Regions from separate parts of the Sus scrofa genome. Here region 2 is linked to region 1. A link is a contact called in public HiChIP or PLAC-seq data. All regions are on one chromosome and are shown on one strand. Each heading gives the region's core, a stretch centred on a gene start, on an enhancer-like site or on the middle of the called end of the contact. The rest is flanking DNA. Distances are from core to core; before and after follow the strand shown. Region 1 overlaps TAB2 (TGF-beta-activated kinase 1 and MAP3K7-binding protein 2). Region 2 overlaps LOC102159681 (a long non-coding RNA gene).

Region 1 (6,510 bases), core at 1,726-4,225:
CAAAATCCCAGCATGATTTTTTTTATAGATTCTAAATTTTATAGGAAACAGAATAGTTAAAATAATTATGAAAAAGAAGAACTAAGTTGGGGAAATTTCACTACCTGGTCTTAAGACTGATTATATAGCTACAGTTATCACGACAGTGTGGTACCAGTATAGGGATAAACACAATGGATCAGACTCTAGAAACAGGCCCTCACAGCAGAGCCATCTGATTTTTGACAAAGGTGCAAAAGCAATTCAATGGAGTAAAGATAAATTTTTCCAATAAGTGGTACTGGAACAGCTGGATATTCCACACATAAGAAATGAACCTTAATCTAAACTTCACACCTTTAAATGAAAATTAAGTCAAAACAGATCACAGAACTACACAGGCAAAATGTAAATAAAGCTTTTTAGAAAACCTGTAGAAGAAAACAGGAGAAAATCTTTGCGACCTAAGGTTAAGCAAAGAATATTTAGACTTGACCACAAAAAGGCACAATCCATAGAAGAAAAAATAGAAAAATTAGATTTCATATATATATATATATATATATATTTTTTTTTTGGTCTGTAAAAGTCCTCATTAAAAGGGTGAAAAGATAAGCCACAGACCAGTGGGAAATATTTGCAAAGCACACAACTTGACAAAGGGTTCAAACCTAGAATATACGAAGAACTTATTAAACTCAACAAGAAGAAAATGAACAATCCCATTAGCACATGAACAAAAGACTTGAAAACTTCACCACAGAGGATGTATAGATAGCAAATACATAGCTATGAAAATATACTCAACATCATTAGTCAGTAGGGAAACGCAAATTAATGCTACAATGAGATGTTACCATATACCTATTAGAATGGCTGAAATAAAAATACACTGATAATACTACATGCTGACAAGGATGCAGAGAAACTAGGTCTCTCACATATTGCTGGTGGGAATACAAAATGGTTCAGCCACTAGGGAAAAGTGGCAGTTTCTTATAAAGTTAAACATATTTATCATAAAATCCAGCAACTGCACTACTGGGGATTTATCCTAGAAAGGTGAAAACATAGTTTCACATCACAACCTGTGCAGAACTGTTCAGAGCAGCTTTATTTTTATAGTCCCAAACTAGAAACACAAAGTCCTTCAGTCAATGACTGAACAAACTGTGGTACATCCATACAATGGTATACTTCTTAGTATTAAAATGTAACAAACTACCAATCCATGAAACAACTTGGAGGGATCTCAGAGGCATAATGCTGAATGAAAAAAGCAACTTCAAAAGATAGCATAGTGTACGATTCCACTCATATAAAAAAAAATTTCTAAGGGACAAAATTTCAGTGATACAGAACAGATCAGTGGCTGCCAGGGCTTAAGGTTGGATAATACAAAGGAGTGTCTCTGTGGTGATGAAACAGTACTAATTCTATATCCTTATGGTGATGGTTACACAAATCTAGACACATGAAGATAATATAGAATTATACACAATCACTAACAAATCATATTCTAAGAAGTGAGGGGGAAAAAAAAGCAAATAGCTCGCATCTTAAAACCCTTCAGTGGTGTCTAATCTCATCCTGACTATTAAAATCCTTACTACAATCAAAAGATGCTACATGAGGAGTTCCTGCTGTGGCACAGTGGGTTACGGATCTGGTGTTGCCGCAGCTGTAGCAAAGGTTCCAGCTGCAGCTTGGATTTAATCCCTGGCCCAGGAGCTTCCATCTACCCCCACCACCCTGCAACACTACATGAAAAGTGCGCACATGCATGCATGCGCACACACACAGACACACACTCGGATCTCATCTATCTTCTCCCTGTCTCTTGTCTGGTCTTCTTGTGCTTGGAGCACAGCAAGCATGCTCCCACCTAAAGGCCTCTACATTTGGAAAGCTCTTTCTCTTTACTACTTCACTCAGACATCTGCTCAAATGTCATTTAATCAAAGAAGATATTGCCCCCAATATAAAGTGATATCTTCTACCTCTTTCTCTCTCCTTAGGAACCTTAAAACCAACAAAGGGAACTCAAACATCTTCTTCCCCTGCTACTTACTGTCCCTGGTATGTTTCTGTATTGGTGAATGGCAGGCACCACACCATGCACCCTGGACCTCAAGCCAGGGCATGTGTGATCCTTACCTTATTCTACTGCACACTCAGTATTCTCTTCTCCAATTCATCACCTACTCTCTTCCTTAATCACAGCGTTAACTCAGGTCTTTATCAATTTTCAAATACATGGTTATAAGGCTAGCCACTCTTCCTGCCAAGCCTGGCTTTTTTCTAAGTATTCTCTACACCGCAGCCAGAGAAGTCTTTCTAGAATGTTAATTTAAATATTTCATAATTTACAGGATGAAGTCAAATCTTTACGGAGAGTACAAGATATCTATATGCTCTTTCCTTTATGCATGCTGTCCTCTCTGACAGAAATGGCCTCGTTTCTCCCAACTTGTCCTTCTTTTCCTTGCCTTTCTGACACACAGATTGTGTCACCTTCCCTATGAAGAATTCCCTTTTATATCCCTTCTTCCCTGAGTCAGACACTCGCTCCTGTAGATTCCTAAAGTGTTTTATGTCTAAGCCTGTCACTGCATTCGCTACAGAGTAGAATACTAGTTGGTATACCTGTTCCTAGAGGGTTAAGAGCAGTATCTCACTCATCTTTCCAATTCCATCACCTAGCAAAGTACCTGGCACACAGCAGGAACTCAAAACTAATTCTAAACTAGTGGATAGGCAACTTAGGATGACTAAAAAAGAAAGTAGACATGAGGCATAGTGAAAGAATGAGTAAGGCAAGATTTCTTGTGTTAGCCAGCTATTTTGCACAGGTGTGTCACAGATGGCATATGAAACAAATTCTATGGCGTTTCTTTCTATTCTTTTGATCATGTGATATCCTACAGAAGCTGAAGTAATGATCCTGTAGCTTGGTCTGGCTAAGATCACCAGTTCAATTTTCCCATGAACCAGTTGCTTCCTCAAAAGAGCACTTCTTCCACTCACAGAGTTACAACAACGGCGCTGAACGGTCATCCTATAATATTCATGCCGTTGTTCCTGTGGGGAAAATCTCATGAAGAGAATGAGGATGTCTCACTCAGCCTGAAAAATCTCAAAAAAGGAAAAGGAGGGGAAAAAAAGAAAAGGAAAAAAGAAAAAGCAGGACCAACCAATACATGTCAATACATTTTCATAACTAAAAAAGCAGAATTGGCTATGAGGAAATGGAAAAAAAATTTGAAACTCTCATTTCCACATGTTTATTTTTCCTTTTCCTTAGAAAATCATCATAAAGTGGCAAACAATACTTACGTGCCGTTCAGGCATACGCTGGTCACAAGGCAAACAGCAAGTTACTCTCAATGCGAATATACAGTATTTGTATTTCCACCAACTTTTATTTGACAGTGATCCCTCAGGTATCTTCTTGAGTACTTTTTCTCTTCAATTCTATTATGTAACTGTGGTGCTTACATACATCTGCTCAAGTTCCAAAGAACAGATGCCCATGTTTATCAGGTAATTAATAAATAGCCTTTTAAAAATTAACCAAGCAATTATACCACAATTTGTACTCAGTGGATTAAAATGGAACATACTCTCTGTTCTGATTCCTTTTAAAAAGCAAATTTTCCTGCTTATATTGCTATCTTTTCTGTAACTATTTTCTAGTGATAACTTAGCATCAATAAAAACCTATGATCAGAAAATGTCTGTACAAAAGGAAACAATAAAAGACAGAATAGTCCCATAGAATGTCAGGAATATAGTATAGTGGCCAAGTACCTATCTTTATACCATAAAGGGAGGTTTCTTCTTTATTTTTATTTCTTAATTTTTCATACAACTAATCATTGGTTTATTTGCTACATAAGATAAACTGCTGCAAGTGACAAAAGAGAAAATTAATTTGCTGACCTGATTATTACTATCATTAAGTGATACATCTCAAAGGACTTGAAAATATGTTGTTTTCAAAAAAGAGGATTTGATGAAAACAAAGATGAAACTTTTCTGTGTACACATTTACATACACACATGCTGACTTTGTTAGCAGCAAAATTATTCAGCTATAACCACAAGACTGAGAAGACCAATATGTATGTACCTCACAAGTCTTTTTGCAACAATAGTATGTCATTTATTTGATGACTAAGGGCTGAATTTCCATCACTCTTTGTGCTTCTGGCTTCATTTTACAGACTGTAACAAAAAATGCACTTGTTTAAAGAGTATTTATTACCTCTAGGATTAGAGATTTACATATACACTACAAAATGCTCTAAACATACTTATTAAAATGCAGGCAATTAAAAAAAGCTTTCAACAGTAACTAGATCAATTGGATTTTTACTTCAGTAATAAGTTATCTGTACTACCATAATGCAAGGAAGATTTCTGAAGTCTACTGAATGATGAGTAAAGAAAACTATTATTATTATGTTGAAATATTTATACAAACAGTAATTAATACTATTCAGGAGAGCAAAATATTCTACAACAGTCACTCAGTGAATTAACATAAGAAACTTTCAAAGGAGTTCCTGTTGCGGCTCAGCATCCAACTAGGATCTATGAGGATGCATGATCGATCCCTGGCCTTGCTCAGAGGGTTAAGGAGCCAGGGCTGCCGTGAGCTGTGGTGTAGGCTGCAGACGTGACTTGGACCCCGAAGGTGCTATGGCTGTGGCATAGGCTGCAGCTGCAGCTGTGATTCGAACCTCTATATGCTATTTTATCTTAAAAAAGATTTAAAAAATTTAGGAACCCCCCCCCACAAGTAATCAAGTAATGAACCTTAGGAAATTTAGCAAAATAAAATTTATTTTTATTTTTAGTCTTTTTTTTTGGCCATTTCTTGGGCCGCTCCTGCGGCATATGGAGGTTCCCAGGCTAGGTGTCTAATCGGAGCTGTAGCTGCCAGCCTACATCAGAGCCACAGCAACGCGGGATCCGAGCCCCGTCTGTGACGTACACCACAGCTCACGGCAACACTGGATCACTGACCCACTGAGCATGACCCACTGAGCAAGAGCAGGGATTGAACCTGAAACCTCATGGTTCCTAGTCGGATTTGTTAACCACTGCGCCACGACGGGAACTCCCAAAATAAAATTTATTTTAAAAACTAGGTAAATTCCCTTCTACTCTTATCTTCCCAGTTCATATCAGAATGATCATTTTTTATGGATTTCTCTTACTAAACAAAACTTGCCTCATGTGAGAACTGTGTTCCGCAAGGTGAAATCACTGATTTGGGGTTTTCATTTGTACTGACAAGTATTTTCTCTCATTGATACAGAATGGAAAAGTCATTCCATTGAATTGCCATTGGCCCTATACTAATGAAACAAGCTATATCTTTGGCCTGCCTGGTAAACTAACAGGAAGCAAATTCACGATGTGTCAATTTTGCTAACACTAAAAAAGTTAACACCAAGGCATTATAGATTAAAATAAGTCATCTTTAATATATATGTTAGAGTAAAACTTTAGGCTAAAACTCAAAATAAGAGTACTATTTAATAATTCAGACAAAAGTTAATACCAAAGAATAAGAAGAATTTACTAATTAAAATTTACTTTTGTGTGTTTTTTCCCTCAATAATTCACTATCATCTGTTATTCTCCCAGAACCTGTCTTCTGCACTAGCCAAACAGGCAAGTTAAATGGTCAGAATCACCCTCCAGAAACTCTGAGGTCTTTGCAATGCAACTAGGAATGTGGCATTGCTTTTGACTATTGTGGCAAGGTTGGGCAGGGGCTGGTTGTAGGGATCACACATTTTTTTCAACAGATTAATTCTTTTGAATCATTTTATTAAAAACAATCAACATTCATATATTTCTACCAGTCTTTTACATTCTACATTTTTTTATTTTATTTTTTTTAACCCTTGCTTTTCCTGTCTCTCTCTGCAGGGCCACTTCAATCTCTACTTTATTATTTGGGTTCTGAGGTTTATACCAGGATTGTTTTTCTTTTTCTCCTTAAATGAAACAAGAATGCCATTTTTTTTAACAAGGTAATTAAAATACTACAAATTCTTAAAATGCCCTTGTCTGTATTGTACCTGTTAGTAGATAAATCAGACTTTCTTTCTTTCTTAAGCCACTCAAACTGATACACTGCAGGCTGTTACAGTTCAAAACAAGCAAACAAACAAAAACCCACAAGAGTATAAAAAAATTCAATTGGATGTATGTCTATCTCATTTCTAAAACAGTACTGTATCACATCAAATTTGAATATTAAGCAATGTGTGTCATGTAAGCCAAGAAATATTTTGAGCAAATGACTAAAGATCTTAGAACTTGAAGGAAGTCTTCAGTTTTAGGAGAATTAACATTATTATTCATTAGGCAGGGACTATCCTGCCACAGAACAGGAAAAGGTGACTGGTGCTAAGCTTTAAACACCTGAAAAATGGTTACTGTTAAAAGTAGAGTAGGGTGGGGTGGGATGTTTTCTGTTTTCTGTGGAAACACCAATATTCCCCACATCAC
Region 2 (6,548 bases), core at 2,416-4,915, 240 kb after region 1:
GTTGCTGTGGTTGTGCCATAGGCCATCAGCTGTAGCTCCAATTCGATCCCTAGCCTGGGAACCTCCATATGCCATGGGTGCAGCCCTTAAAAACAAAGAAAAAAAAAAAAAGAAAGATCGGGGTTTAGCTGGTCAATAATAAATAACATGTATCATCAGAGAAAATTTTTACCTTTTAATCTTTTCAATGGAAGGGAGACTAGACACACAGGTTAATGATTTCAGCATGAGAGGGTAGCACAGGTCCTATTTTCCTTTGGATATATCTTTGGCTAGTTTGTTCGAAACTGGTGCCCCTGAAGATGAGATCAAAGATTTGCTTTTAGGTCAGTTAGCTTAGTTATGTTCTCCGCCAGATTGGTCTGATGCAGACTAAGATGGACAGGTTTCTAATCCATGGTCCTTTCTGGAAAAATTAAACCGGTCCCCTTATTGATGATAAATCAGTGCTCTGGTGTCTATACATGCTTACCTAGAAGCTAAGTAATGATTAGTGTCAAAGAAAGGAACTGCAGGACCTGGAAAGAAAAGACTGGTTTTAAGGGGAAAAAAATCAGAATGAAAAAACCCATGTGTATTTTGGGTAGAGTAAATTAGAACTGGACTTCCTAATCTTTTCTCACATCACGGCACGTCTAGAAAGTGGTCAGGTGTGTCTAGCCCTCTGGTGTTGACTGGAGGGAATTTGGGACCCAGTTCCAGCTGCATGTGGCCACACAGAGGGCTGAGAGGATGAATGTAACATCCATCGGGAACCCTACCTCTGAGGATAATGAAATAGAGGAAGAGGTGAGCAAGCATGTTGACTTCAACACATCCGCACATCTCAAACTGGCCGATACCCACTAAGTCAGCGTTTTCACCCCATCATCTCATTTCTATGACGTACATCTTCAATTGGGCTGGAAATACTTGAGTTAATGCTTTATTTTTCCTTAGCTCCTTTGGTGCATTCAACTCAGCAAATATTTACTAAGCACTTTTGTGCAGGGCACTGTTTTCCATTGATTGAAATCAGTCATGGAACCAACTTAAAGTTTTGGCTTCTGCTCTTCTTCTGCAGCCTCATGGCCCACATCCCAGTCCATCCCCCGGCACACACACAAGCATGATGATTAACAGAGTTTGGCCCTGCATTAATTCTTCCTTTGTGTAGTCAGAGGCAGAATTCCATTCAGATGGCCCCCATTTCCTGCATGCCATCCATTGGCCGAATCCCCAGAGAGGCCAGAGGCAGGGCGCCCAGGTGACACGATTCCCAGGGATCAGCATCTCAGGAGATAAAGAGTCTGAGAAGAAGGGCAGTGAATAGAGGGGGAGGGGGGCAAAGGGAGAATAGTCAGCTCGCTGCTAATTGATTTACTAATAGAAAAATGATTTCCTCATGTTACTCTCCTCTTCCGAAATGCCCAAGGGAGCTTAGAGTAAAATACAAATTTCTCCCCAAATCCTTGGCAGTTGGTCTCAGTCCTCTCTTGCCTTTTGGATATGCATCCTGGCCCCGCTGCTTACTGTGCTACCGTGAGCTCATCATTTAACTTCATGGGACCTTTATTTCTTATTATACAAACAGGGTACAACATCCTTCTTGCAGATCTGCTGAAAACACGGGGTCTCACCTCCTCCACATTTAGCCCCTCTGTCTGCCAGTAGGTTTTTATATGTTAAAAGAATTTGAACTGAGAGTTGTGTCAGTCTTCTAGTTGGGCTGCCTGGATGACAGGGCAATACTGCATTTCTGACTTCCTCCATCCTTGTCTGTTTCATTCCTTTCTACTTACCTGCATAGCCGCAGTGGTGGGATTGCTTGGGGGTTATCGCAATCCTCAAGTCATGATGTGAGTCACCTCTTGCTCATTGAATCAGAATTTCAATCATGTTGTAATTATACAACACTCTTAGGAAAGCTTATCTGATAAAGACTGATTTTTAGAATACTATGGTAATTTCCAAAAAAAGGCAACGAAACTAAAGCAGGTTACACATCCTGGGAGAGATAATAACTTTGGATTAACCAACGTGTCTATGTTGTGTTTTAAATGTCTTAACCATGCCTTGCTTGTGGCCAATACTACTCTAAAGCATCAAAGGAAAATAAGCAGGTATGGGAGAAAAATTTGGTTTGGAAAGACATTGGGATTTCTTGAGTAAATTGTTATGGATACAGCTCCCCCTAGTGTACTGAACAACACAGGTACCCCTGTGTGCAAAGGCTGAACTCAAGTTCAAGGGCTGATATTCTTATCGCCAAATACCTACCTTATCTAAACAACCTGAGATCTCCCCTTCGCCATTGTTTTCCGTCCTACTGCATAACCAACCACAGACCAGGGAAGAAATGGGGCAAAGTTGTTTACCTAATTTGATTTGAGCATCGGCCACCATGGAAGTACTAAATTGATTCGAATTGCCCAAATCATATTAAAAAGCACAACATATATCCAGCACAAATGAACATCTCCTCAGAAAAGAAAATCATGGACTTGGAGAAGAGACTTGTGGCTGCCTGATGGGAGGGGGCGGGAGTGGGAGGGATCGGGAGCTTGGGCTTATCAGACACAACTTAGAATAGATTTACAAGGAGATCCTGCTGAGTAGCATTGAGAACTTTGTCTAGACACTCATGTTGCAACAGAACAAAGGGTGGGGAAAAAATGTAATTGTAATGTATACATGTAAGGATAACTTGATCCCCTTGCTGTACAGTGGGAAAAGAAAAAAAAAAAAAGAAAAAAAAAAAGCACAACAGAATTTACTTTAAAAAAATGTTCTCATGAAGAAAGGGAAGGAAATTAGGAAGAATAAGCAAGATTAAAAGATAATTCCTTGTGAATTATTTTCCTAAAAATATCATTTGCATTTTTCATCTTCTCTTTGTCAAAATGTTAGTCATTTGCAAATATATTTTCCTCAATCAGGATACATGGGCCATTGGAAAACCAAAAAATGGACCATAGCAGAGGGAAAGCAAATCCAATGTGGGGAAATGACTTACATTAAAACAATGCTCCTCAAAGCACAATCTCCAGAACCACAGGCTCTTAGTGGATCTTAGTAAGTTTAATGGCAAAAATTTTGAGAAATGTAGGGTTTGACAAAATAAACTGATTTTTCTTTTTTTTTTTCTTTTTAGAACCACACCCATGGCTTACGGAAGTTCCCAGGCTAGGGGTCAAATTGAAGCTGTAGCTGCCAGCCACAGCAACGCCTGATCCTTAACTCACTGAGTGGGGCCAAGGATTGAACCTGCATCCTCATGGATCCCAGTCAGGTTCGTTAGCCACTGAGCCATGAAGGGAGCTCCTTGACTGATTTTTTAAATTGCGTTATTCCTCTAGGCCCTTAGCATGCTCTTAAAATCCCACTGTACTGTGTGACACTAGTCTTTGAATTTCAGCATTTCCCAAATTAACACGATGGTTTTTTTTGTTTTGTTTTGTTTTTCCCCCAATGCTTAACCCACATATCTGCTTTGTGAATTATCCTCTGGGAATATGCACTGGATTAGAATTTCATTAACTTTCAATTAAAGACAGAGAACAAATAGGAGAGTGTGCCAAAGGAGGAAAAAAAGGGGTAAATTTGATACAAACAGCAAAAAGGGTAGCTGTGAGGAAGTTCGTGGTTAGTGTCATAACCCTCCTTCGCATGTGACCCATTAGTAACGCAACATATTAAAGTCTCAGCCCGTGATGGTCCTGTGGTGGGTCAGAAGGATTGGCCAGGCTGAACCCATCACCAGCCCAGAAGGTCATTGTCAGATTTCTCCCAAAACATCGTAGCAATGATGCCACTTGAGAATGAGAAACAAGACTCCAAAAAGTAAACTACCCCATCCTCTCAAGTTTTCAACTTTTGTTGAGACTTTTCCATGTACACAACCTACACTACGTCATAAGGATGGCTAAGTGCCTTATCATTAGCAGGATCATAGGTGCTTTCAAGGAGTCAGAGGAAGCCTATATCCAGTAGAAGCTGTGAGTTGAAGTCAAACCCTCTCAGCTATGTAAACTCCCAAAGAGAGTATTGAGAAAAATGGAAACCCACTGTGTAGCTTGTCCTGGATTAAGAGCACAGGATCAGAACTCTGATTCACGTCCTATAGAACGAGCCTCTCCTATCGGCTCTGTCCACATTTCCAAAAAGCTGCCCTCCCTCAACTCCCTGGTATACTGGGCAGCACCTGAAGATGGGAGGGGTTGGGGGCCGCAGTGGACCTGGACCTACATGTAATGCTATTCTCTTTTGCAGGGGACCCAGCGTTTAGTAGAGAAAATCTTGGTCAGCCCCAGCAGGACTGTGGCTGAGTCTCTTAGCTCATGGGGGTGGAGGGTGGGATGAGTTTCATCCCAGAAGCAGCTCTCGGTTGTCAAGGGATGTCCTATTTTCTTCCTAATGCTTTCCAGCTGGGTTGACTTCAGGCGTGGGGAGGTCAAGTGATTTACTCAAACGCCCAGTGAAAGAGACCAGCTGGGACTTGAACTCCGGGACTGCTGGTGCAAGGCCCTGCCCTTAGTCGGCCAATGCTCTGCTTCCCGGTTTTCGCTTTTTCTCTGAATTGCACCAAGCAGCCAGTGTGCTGAATGTGGCGCAGCCCGCCCTCCCGGCTGTCCTTGCTCAGGACTGGAATAAGAGGCATGTTACAGGTCAGGTCTGAATGTTCTGGCAGTGCAGCGGAAAGCAGATCGCTCCATGCCTGCTCAAAGCATACAGTGTCTGGCGAGAGCCGGAGTGAAGATAGCTACACCCACACGCCAAGATTCCAAAAGGAAAAACTTAGCTCACATTTTTCCTTTGCATAGTGATTTTTCTTCCCTTCCTTTTTGCCCTCTTTTTAAAATTTTCTGTCTTTCTTTCTTTCTTTTTTTTTTTAAAGGGAATCCCCATGTTTACAAGTTGAAATCCAAAATGCACAAATGGTCAGCTCACAATTCTTTGACCCGTGAACATCTGTGGGCCTGGGTGTTCCCTGGGAATCGGCAGTGCCGGAGCTGTGAGCCAAGCCTGCCCTAGGCAGAAAGGAATTCTCAAGAAGTGCAACAGTCGGTGAGTGGGGAAGCCGGCTAGTGATCAGGGCCTGGTTATCCTCTAGCCTGGTTTTCCAGGGGCATGTCTGCACTCAACTTCAACTCGTTTTATGAACTGCATTTGACTTTATTTTTTGAGATGGGTCCATCGGAAATGCTTCACAGGACATAGGACATGAATCTTCATTTTGCCTTTAAGAAAAATAAAACTATAATCTGAGATGGGCAAATGTGGTTCAAGTCTGTTTACCCAGAAACAAGAAGCTCTCTGTGTCTGTTTTCTAGAAAAATCTAGAATGTTTTTGAACACCTGTCTCTGAGGACTGATGTGCTCTGAAAGTCAATAGGGTCTCCCTCTGCAGAAGAGGGTCCGGCAGCCCCAGCTCCTAGGAAAGTCTCATGGGGCACCTCTGGGTGCTGCCTTCAGATGGCAGGTGACCCTGGGTGTGGCTAAATGTGCCTCCTCCTTTCCGTTCCGGATGGACTCTGGCTCTAGCTTCATTTTATAGTTTTAATTTGGTAGTTTCTCAAAAGTTAAGCAAACCCTCAATGGAAAAAGTTGGCCTGTGATGTATTTGCGCCTCCCATCTGGACCTTGGTTGCCTCCTCTGTAAGAGGAGGGAATGGCCCAGATGACTGCTGAGCCCACTGCAGCCCGAGGAGTCTGGGGTTTTAGGTTTGCTTCTCTGCTACCTGGAGTTTAGTTTATGTGCTCTAACTTTTCTGCTGTCACCTGGCTCTCATGGGCTGAACTGGGTCCCCACGAAATTCATGTGTCGATGCCCCGCGGCACCTTGGAATATGATTGTGTCTGGAGACAGGGTCTTCTCAGAGTGATCAAATTAAAATGAGGTCTTTAGGGTGGGCCCAGTACAACTGGAGTCCTGATAAATGGAGGAAATTTGGACATAGACGTGGACGCACACGGAGGGAAGGCCACATGCAAGCCAAGGAGAGAGGTCTCAGAAGAAACAACCCCACTGACCCCTTGATCTCAGACTTCCAGCCTCCAGAACTGTGAGAAAATAAATCTATATTGTTTAAGCCACTCTGTCTGCAGAGCTCTGTTACAACAGCTCAAGCAAAGTAATATACTGGCTTGTATCACAGTGACTTTTCCGAGCTATGAAAGAAGTTCCAGGTGGTTTGTTTGTTTGTTTGTTTTTCAACAAACTCTTAATACTGGTGTGCGTCTGCATCAGACTTTTCTTTTGCAGGATATTCAGAATACTTAAAAAATTATGTATTTCTTTGTCATCAGATGGAAGTAAATCATTTTAGTAAAATAAATCCCCTTTGTTTTGACTTGAAGGGAGTTTCATGATTCTGACCCACAGAACTGTTTTCCTGCCTGAATGGCCATGGAGCATCACTCTGCCTTTTGAGAAACACTGCCATTATCTACAAAATTCATTTAAGCCCAAATGGCTCATTGGATAGGCCTGCAGGTAACAGCACACTTATACCGAACTTCTGACCACCCAAGCAGCACCAGAGGGGGCAGAGTCCTGGTTCTGTTTA

The links. HiChIP or PLAC-seq counts read pairs in DNA pulled down with a chosen protein or histone mark.
Region 2: an H3K27ac HiChIP or PLAC-seq map of alveolar macrophages shows a contact between it and region 1. The contact joins two enhancer-like sites.

Annotation. Positions count from the first base shown.
Region 1 is chr1:16,597,741-16,604,250 of Sscrofa11.1, forward strand. All of the region lies in intron 1 of TAB2 (TGF-beta-activated kinase 1 and MAP3K7-binding protein 2), which reads right to left. Among named protein-coding and RNA genes, the nearest start is that of TAB2, 11 kb to the right of the region's middle. Within about 2 kb of position 2,976, at least 3 of the 83 cell types and tissues checked have an H3K27ac peak or open chromatin away from gene starts, as enhancers often do. A contact at or near this core is called in alveolar macrophages, where this site is marked.
Region 2 is chr1:16,833,041-16,839,588 of Sscrofa11.1, forward strand. LOC102159681 (a long non-coding RNA gene) reads left to right here. Exons shown (of 3, transcript XR_001305889.2): 2 at 4,877-5,046. Among named protein-coding and RNA genes, the nearest start is that of TAB2, 220 kb to the left of the region's middle. Within about 2 kb of position 3,666, at least 26 of the 83 cell types and tissues checked have an H3K27ac peak or open chromatin away from gene starts, as enhancers often do. A contact at or near this core is called in alveolar macrophages, where this site is marked.